Regions from separate parts of the Gossypium hirsutum genome. Here region 1 is linked to region 2. The links are chromatin contacts, called in public Hi-C maps. All regions are on one chromosome and are shown on one strand. Each heading gives the region's core, a stretch centred on a gene start, on an enhancer-like site or on the middle of the called end of the contact. The rest is flanking DNA. Distances are from core to core; before and after follow the strand shown. Region 1 holds the start of LOC107887450 (chloroplast sensor kinase, chloroplastic). Region 2 holds the start of LOC107886531 (protein-tyrosine-phosphatase MKP1).

The links. A called contact is a pair of places that touch in the nucleus more often than the background predicts.
Region 1: a contact with region 2 is called in a Hi-C map of leaf, with 2.0 times the contacts expected there. The contact joins the promoter of LOC107887450 here to the promoter of LOC107886531 in region 2. A contact is called at or near these places in 2 of 34 Hi-C or Micro-C datasets (both in leaf).

Annotation. Positions count from the first base shown.
Region 1 is chrA03:96,451,899-96,455,806 of Gossypium_hirsutum_v2.1, reverse strand. It overlaps LOC107887450 (chloroplast sensor kinase, chloroplastic), which reads right to left and starts at 2,228. Exons shown (of 7, transcript XM_016811713.2): 1 at 1,272-2,228; 2 at 1,012-1,077; 3 at 838-906; 4 at 631-723; 5 at 165-391. The coding sequence starts at 1,949.
Region 2 is chrA03:96,090,771-96,094,407 of Gossypium_hirsutum_v2.1, reverse strand. LOC107886531 (protein-tyrosine-phosphatase MKP1) reads right to left here and starts at 1,733. Exons shown (of 3, transcript XM_016810524.2): 1 at 162-1,733; 2 at 1-159. The coding sequence starts at 1,038.

The DNA of each region.
Region 1 (3,908 bases), core at 979-3,478, 360 kb before region 2:
ACAATTAGCATCATAAACAATTTTCTACATGAGGTTTAACATCAAATTTGAACTGTAAAAGAGGAATCTCCTACTGGAATTTAATTGATATGATTGAACACTTAATTAGGTTTTATTTTATTTTATGAGGAGATGAACTCAAGTACCAGAAGGGAATTGCATACCTGATTCCGTGTTCTTGTAATGGAGCAAGAGCCAGAGGTGGCATTGGCATCTCTAAATCCTTATCTGTGGTACTTAGGGATAGTAGTAAACCAGAGGTTTCTGACCTATTGCCAGACCTATCCCTGGAGAAATCATCTGATAATTGAGATCTTGGCGACTCAGGGTGCGAATGAGTTGAATTACGCATCTTTTTCAAGGATCCTTCATTGTAGCGCATTATATTAGCCTAAAAACAAGTCAGATAGGAAAATCAGATATGGGCGTGAAGATAACTAGAAAAGGGAAACTTTTAATTCCAAGAATGAAACTAACTGGGAACAGAAAGACATAACAGAGAGCTATTGTATCACATCAACCAAAAGAAAGAAAGACATTCTGAATCGTCAAAAGAAGAAAAATGAAAAGGAGAAGAAGCAGCAACGGTCTTAATGTGTGTATCTCTACATGTTTTGAGAGAAAAATGACCTTTGTCAAGTAAACAGCATCTTGTAGCTCTTGAAGGGTGCCGCTGATACAGTCACCTTGCACCAATATGTCTTCAACAATGTCGTGAGAAATCTACAAGAGTATGCTTTCCTTAATTAAATATGTAACAGTCGAAAGAATTGCAGAATGAAACACTTAAAACCGAAAAGTAGGATCAACATTTTTTCAGATGGTTCAAGGACTAACCTCATGTTCTTTGACATGAGTGGATAGCATTTTACTTAACGTCCTAATGCTGGAAAGAGGACCGCGAATCTGTAAGAAAATTTTGAAATTTAAAGGAAAAACCATAATAACTTGAACAATAAAAAAAAAAAAGAAGAAGAAGGAAATGTATGTACAGCAGGCAACACATTATACCTGCTCAACCAGAGCACCCATTCTGACATTGTTTTGCCATGTCGATTGCTGTAATAAAATAGCTTTCTACGGAAGAAATACGATTAATATAAAAGTTGCATTGACTCAAGACACACAAGTAAAATCACATTAAGTTCCTACATACATACAACATAACATGGCAAAGCTAAATTCTTTTTTCGCTTGATAATGGCAATGAAGCATTTGTATAAATTATTGGTAGTATAAAGATAAGAAGAAATATGACGTGAGTGACTAACCTGATCCATAACATAAGCCACTGCTAAAGTTCGAGATATATTGATGGCATTGGAACTCTCGTCAACAGTAAAGATGTCATTTTGCCTCATGGCTTCATTCTCAAGAGACTGAATTTCCCACGATTTTTTCATACCCAGTCCTGGAGAAGGAGAAGACAACGCGTAAGCCTCCTCAGGAGTCGGAAAACGAACCATGTTCCCACTTCCACTCCCCTGCGGCACCTTCTCCATCCCCGGGAGCTCCGCCACCAAGAAGCCCACCACGAACGGCTGCTTCACCATAGGAAATACCACCGCTCTATGCTCCCCCACAACCTCCATTTGTTGACTTGAAAGCGCCGCTTCAGCGGCACGCAGTCCTGCGGGGACAGTGAAGTTTCCGACTAAAAACAAAATGTCGGCGGCTTCGACTCCCGGATACGAGGTAACCCGACGTAACTCCAGCTGGTCCATGACGTAACTACCGGCAGGCCTAACATAAACGGAGAGAACAGCGTCGTGGTCAACGATACGGCGAAAGAGGTCGAGTTGTTCGAGGCAGAGGCGCTGGAAGTCTGGGGTAGGCATGATTAATTTGTGGTTGCGGTGGTCGTTTTTCTCGATTCTTTGAGTGAAGTCGACGGGGGAGGTGGAGGCTTTACGGATGGCAGCGGAGACGGCAGAGGCGGAGGAGACCATGGCGGGTTGGGCTTGGGGGATTCATCGTCGTCGGGGAGGGTGGGGGCGGAGACGTGGTGGAGGGAGGTGGAGTTGAGGTTGAGGTGTTTGAGAGGGGGTTTGGGAAGAGAGGAGGAGGAGAGGTGGTAGAGGGGGGCACGTGGAAGGGTTTGGTTGGTGGAGGAGTTAGGCGGGGAAAGAGGGAGTTGGGATGTTGTTGCAGAGAGAAGCATTGGTGGAACCACCGAGCCTGCCATAAGTGTGGACTGGACTGGATGGATAACAACAAAAACAAAAATTAAATCAAATGATAATGGTGTTTCAATGCTGATATTTATTAAACGACTACGTTTTAGCTGCTTTTTTGTTTTTTTAATATGCTTATCATTCGTAATTAAAAATTAATTAATTACATAAAAAGTATGCAACAACAATTAATTATGATATGAATTTATTGTATTTATCCGTGTCGCCTGATAAATTGACGATACCACCCTCACTTTTCAGTTATCATCAGTCAATAACAATTTTTTTTTTAAAAAAAATATTTGTATTTTAAAATGTGCATTGAAGAAAAAATAAATTTATAAGTGCCGCCTAAGAGTCCGACGGCACTACTTTAATTTTTTATAAAGAAATTTTGATTGACAAAAAAAAGATGTTACTAAACATAATGTTAGTTTTAGAGGCACAGGGGGAAAAGACCCTGGTAATGTTAGTGATGGAACAAGAGAGAAGGTGAAAGAAGCGCTGAAGGACATCAATGAAACAAGTGAAACAATAGCTAAAGAAATAAGTAATGCCGTCGATTTGTTAAGTGACACTCATAATTTTTTTTTCTTTTTCACTGTCTATATTTATTTATGTATTTTTTAAAAATACATATCTATGCCGCCTGACAAAGTGGTGTCACCAAATTTTTTTAAATGCACTAATTGCTTTATCATTGGCCGAAAAGTGGAATGGTGTCACCGGTGTGTCAAGCGGCACCGTCGTGCATTGTATCAAAAGAGCCATTTTCATAATTAATTTTTCTTCCATCCCATTTTTGTAATTAATTATTTCTTAATATTATTTTTAGAAAATGTCATAAATCCATTGAAGGTATGCGAACACAATTCAACGGAAAGGTTTCATATAAGGTTGGTTTAGCAATTCACATGCTAAATGAGAATGTTGTCTAGGATTGCAGATGGTTCCTAAGAATGATCTGAATCCAAGTTTAAAACATCAATGCAGAGCATGCTATCAGATTCTAAAATGGCACTTTGTCAATGATAAGAGTGTAGAAGTTTTGAGCCAAGCCTTAAAGAGGAGGCTTTTGTTGCTAAAATAGAAGAAGAGTAGACTAGCACATTAGCTCCAGAAACTACACACCTTAGGTTGTCTCCGACAAATGTGACAATACCAGTAGTAGAGGTCAAAGAAGAGAAATTTGTGCCACAATTAATCTTTAAACTGCGTTCTAGGGGAGAAATCCATGTCAAAAAAGAGGTGGTGGAGGGAAAAATGAGAACGAAGGAAGATTTGAGGCAAGAAAGTCCAAATATCCTTTAAAGGCTTCGTTCCCAACCTGAACCAAGTCCTCTTTTTTCCTTTGAAAATAACGGTATTGTAGGCTTTCCTAATCTCCTAACAAATGAAGCAATGAGCTTGGGACCAAGAAAAGAGTTAAAGGAGGCAAGCATTTTTGTGCTGAAATCCACCATTGCGCAAATGAAGGAAATCTCACTGGATTTAGGTCATAATGAAAGAGTGAAGCATGCCATGTAGCTTAGGCTGGGTAGAAAAAAAGCTCCAAGGGTCCCGAATGATCATCATATCTAAGACAATATGTTGTATAGCTTCGATGTCTTTTGTATCACATTAACACAAGCTTGCCTCAAAATTCATCAAGAAATTATAAAAATCAACACACACTCTTTTTCCAAAAGAAGGAGGTGTGAAAAAGAGATAAAATCACGTCCATCTTTTTCTGTA
Region 2 (3,637 bases), core at 484-2,983:
TCACAGGCTCTTCCCCTTCTCTAACAGTTATAATAGGACCCTGCGCCCGTTCATATCGAATAACCTGATTGGCAGCCAAACTAGCCCTGTTGGACATAATATTGCTGCATTTCTTTCCAACCCAAACATAAATAGCTGAAGGAACATGCACAATGAAGGCCCACGGGAGTCAAGCCCTTGTATACCTGGATGATTCAACAGTTTTGGCACAAGATGAAGAGCATCATACGAGGAGTGTGGAGCCATTTTATACATTCTAAGCAAAGAATTCGGGCTTGCAGGCGCCGCATGCACCCTCTTTTGGCACTGCAAAAGTTGGAAAGCGAACCCTGTATTGGGATTAGTCACCCCACGAGCTGTCTTCACATACTGAAATGCATCATCGAAGCTCTGCACTTCCCTCCACATGAGATACGCAATCACCAAAGAAGTCGATCTGGAAACTCCCTGACAGCAGTGCACCAAAACCCTCCCGCCTTGTTCCCGAACATCCTCGAAGTAATCAAACACATCATACAAAATGCTAGTGATATCCTCGGACGGGTTGTCTTGTAACCATAGCGTCTTGTAAACAAGATCGTTCTTGAAATACTCGGGACAAACAAAACCAACACAGTTCAACACATGAGTAATCCCATTCTTGGCCAAAATTTCCCTGTTCTTAGCGACGGCATCACTCCCTAAATATATATGATCCGCAATCCTGGAGCACTCTTTGTCATAGAAAGCTAGCTTATCTTTCCTCAACTGAAACTCCCTATTGGAACCGGGACTCGGAAGGGGCTTAACAGAGCCTCTAGGCGTCTGGGGATGAGGCCAAACACCAAGGTCATCAGAGCCAGCGTTTGGCCACTCTTCCACCAGCCTTCTTTTTATACAAAGAGGAGGCAAACATGATCTCCCTTTTGTGTTCGGAGGCGGTTTTGGGTTCGGCTTACTTGGTGAACGGTCGGTCCAAGAAATTGACCGTAGATATGGTTGCCGGTCGGCGTCAGCAGCAGTGCCGGCAAGCCGGTTTTTTTCTTCTTGCCCAAACATGTAAAATTAAAAGCAAAAAAAAAAAAAAGAAAAGAAAAGAAAAGGAGTTCCAACCAGAATTCCAAAGAAATTAATTGATACCCATTAAAGGATACTTCCAGGAAATTCCCCAATTCATGGTCTTTCCTTTTTTTATAATAAATAAACCACCCAAATTTTCTACCTAAACCCCTTGACTCTTCTCTCTCTTTCTTTATTTTCTAAGTAAATGTACAGAAGATTAGACAAAGAATCAAATAACGAAGAAAATTCAAATACGACTATGACTCCGTAAAACTTCTAGCTCGTAGTATTAGCTAAGGCTTCATGCCACCCGTAAGAATCCAACTGTCATATACAAAAGAGGAACAAGAAATATATATAATATTTTTTTCTTTATTTATCTATTTTATTAAAGCTGGGATTTTTGAAGAGAGACTAAAATACAGAAAAAAAAAATATCATTCCATTGAAAACTCAACTTTGACCAGCGAAACTTTGAAACTTGAATTTGGAAAGAGAAAAAAAAAAGGAAATGAAACTGATTAATTGAAACAGGGGTTGCTGCAAAAACCATTCAACAAAAGAGAAGAAAACAGGGTAAGTGAAATAGAAAGAAGAAGTGAGTTCGTGGGAACGAGTTATGGGTGACACAATCGTAACAGCCAATGGGAGATGATTTTGTTGGGTTTTTGAGAAAAGAAAAAAACAGAAGAGAAAGGGTCAACGTGACACGTCATCCTGGTATGGGGGCCTATTAATCATGCATGTCAAATCTTGTGATGCCATTTATACTATTCTTATGAGGAATAAAGAATTTATTTTCATTTTCTTTTGTATTTTGAGATTTATAAATATTTTAAAGCAAAATTTTTGAAATTTTGATCTAGATTAAGTTATTAGTTATGTGGTAAATTTATTCTATATTTAATATTTAATCAATTTTAGTTTTTTATATTTTTTTAACGGTATAGTAATTTATTCGGCCCTCTAATTTTATAAAAAAAAATTATTTTAGTCTTTTATTTAATTTTTTTGTCTATTTTAACCTTTAAACTTGTGCTATTTATCAAATTACCTCAAAATGAATGAAAAAGTTAATTGTTAGCTTTGTTAACATAGCATGCACGTGAATTTTCATGTCGATACCACGTCAACAATTAATTAAATTTTAAAATTTAAAAAATTATTAAAAAAATTTAAAATATATAAAATTATTTTTAAAATTTTTTAATTTAAAAAAATTAATTAATTGCTATCATGTCATGCATGTTGAAAGCTATGTGGATGCCACATCAGCAAAGTTACTAAATGTTAACGTTTTCATCTATTTTGGAGTGATTTGACAAATAATATAAATTTAAGGGCTAAAAGAGATAAAAAAAAATAAATGAATAGCTAAAAAGATTTTTTTTGGTAAAATTGGAAGGCTAAATAAGTCATTATACATTTTCTAAATTTTAAAATTTCAATCCAATAGTTGTTAAAGCCCTTGATGTAAAAGAGAAGTGTTATGTATTAAATTGACACCTAAATAATTCAATGAAAATGACAACTAATAGTTCTATCAATGAAGAATGTAAATGTGAGGCTTATCAGAATGAGGAAGCGAATTCGGATATGGTGATGGCGGGGGAATTGGACCCAGACACACTATTTTCATGGAAGGAGAGGTTGTCAAGGAAAAGTTCTCATGCTTTCAGAGGGAAGAATGGTAGATCAGGTATCGAAGAAGATGATGACTTTACCTTTATGGAATAAGACATCATGAGGTCACTTGTGAACGGTATCCCATCAATTAATTTCTCGAAGAGAATTAATCAGTTGTTAATCAATGATATGACTTACACTACGGTGTTTAAGCTTTTAGATAGGAGCATTGGGTATGCAATGCTTCAAAACAAAATCTATGCTTTGTGGAAGCCAAGTCAGCCTTTCAGTTTGATGGATATTGTAAATGGTTATTTTCTAGAATTTTGGAACCCAAAAGATTATGAACAAGTTTTTTCTTAAGGGCCTTGATCATCTTCGGTCAATACTTGACAATTCAGCCATGGTCCATTAAGTTTGACCTTGCACAACCTTTTCCTAGTGTGGTAATGTCATAGATAAGGTTCCCCAAACTCTCAGGTTATATGCACAAAAAGAGAAAATTTTATGGAAGATCGACAGACTAGTCGGAAAGGTTGTTAAGCTAAACTTCAATACCAATAACAGAGCAATAGGTAAATTTGTGTGCATAACGATCTATGTTAGTTTAGACAAACCTCAGGTATCACAAATTACGATAAACGAGATATTTTATATTTCTAATGTGAGTGTATGGCCATATGAAGGAGTTTTGTTCTATAAAGGTGATAAATTCAGGGGAAGCTACTGATGAAACCTCGAATAGTGGTGGAGAGAAAATGACGAATACGGCACTAGAGGGAAATGGCTTGTCCAACAACAACGACGTCTAAGGCCCGTGGATGATCGTTGAGAGACGCAATAGGCGAAATCCTAGGGATTCTAAAAAGATTGACGCCAAAATTAATAGGAAATTGGCTATCAAATCTAGATTTAATGTGCTAGAAAATCATAATGAAATGGAGAATTTGCAGGAGGAAAGGCATGGAGA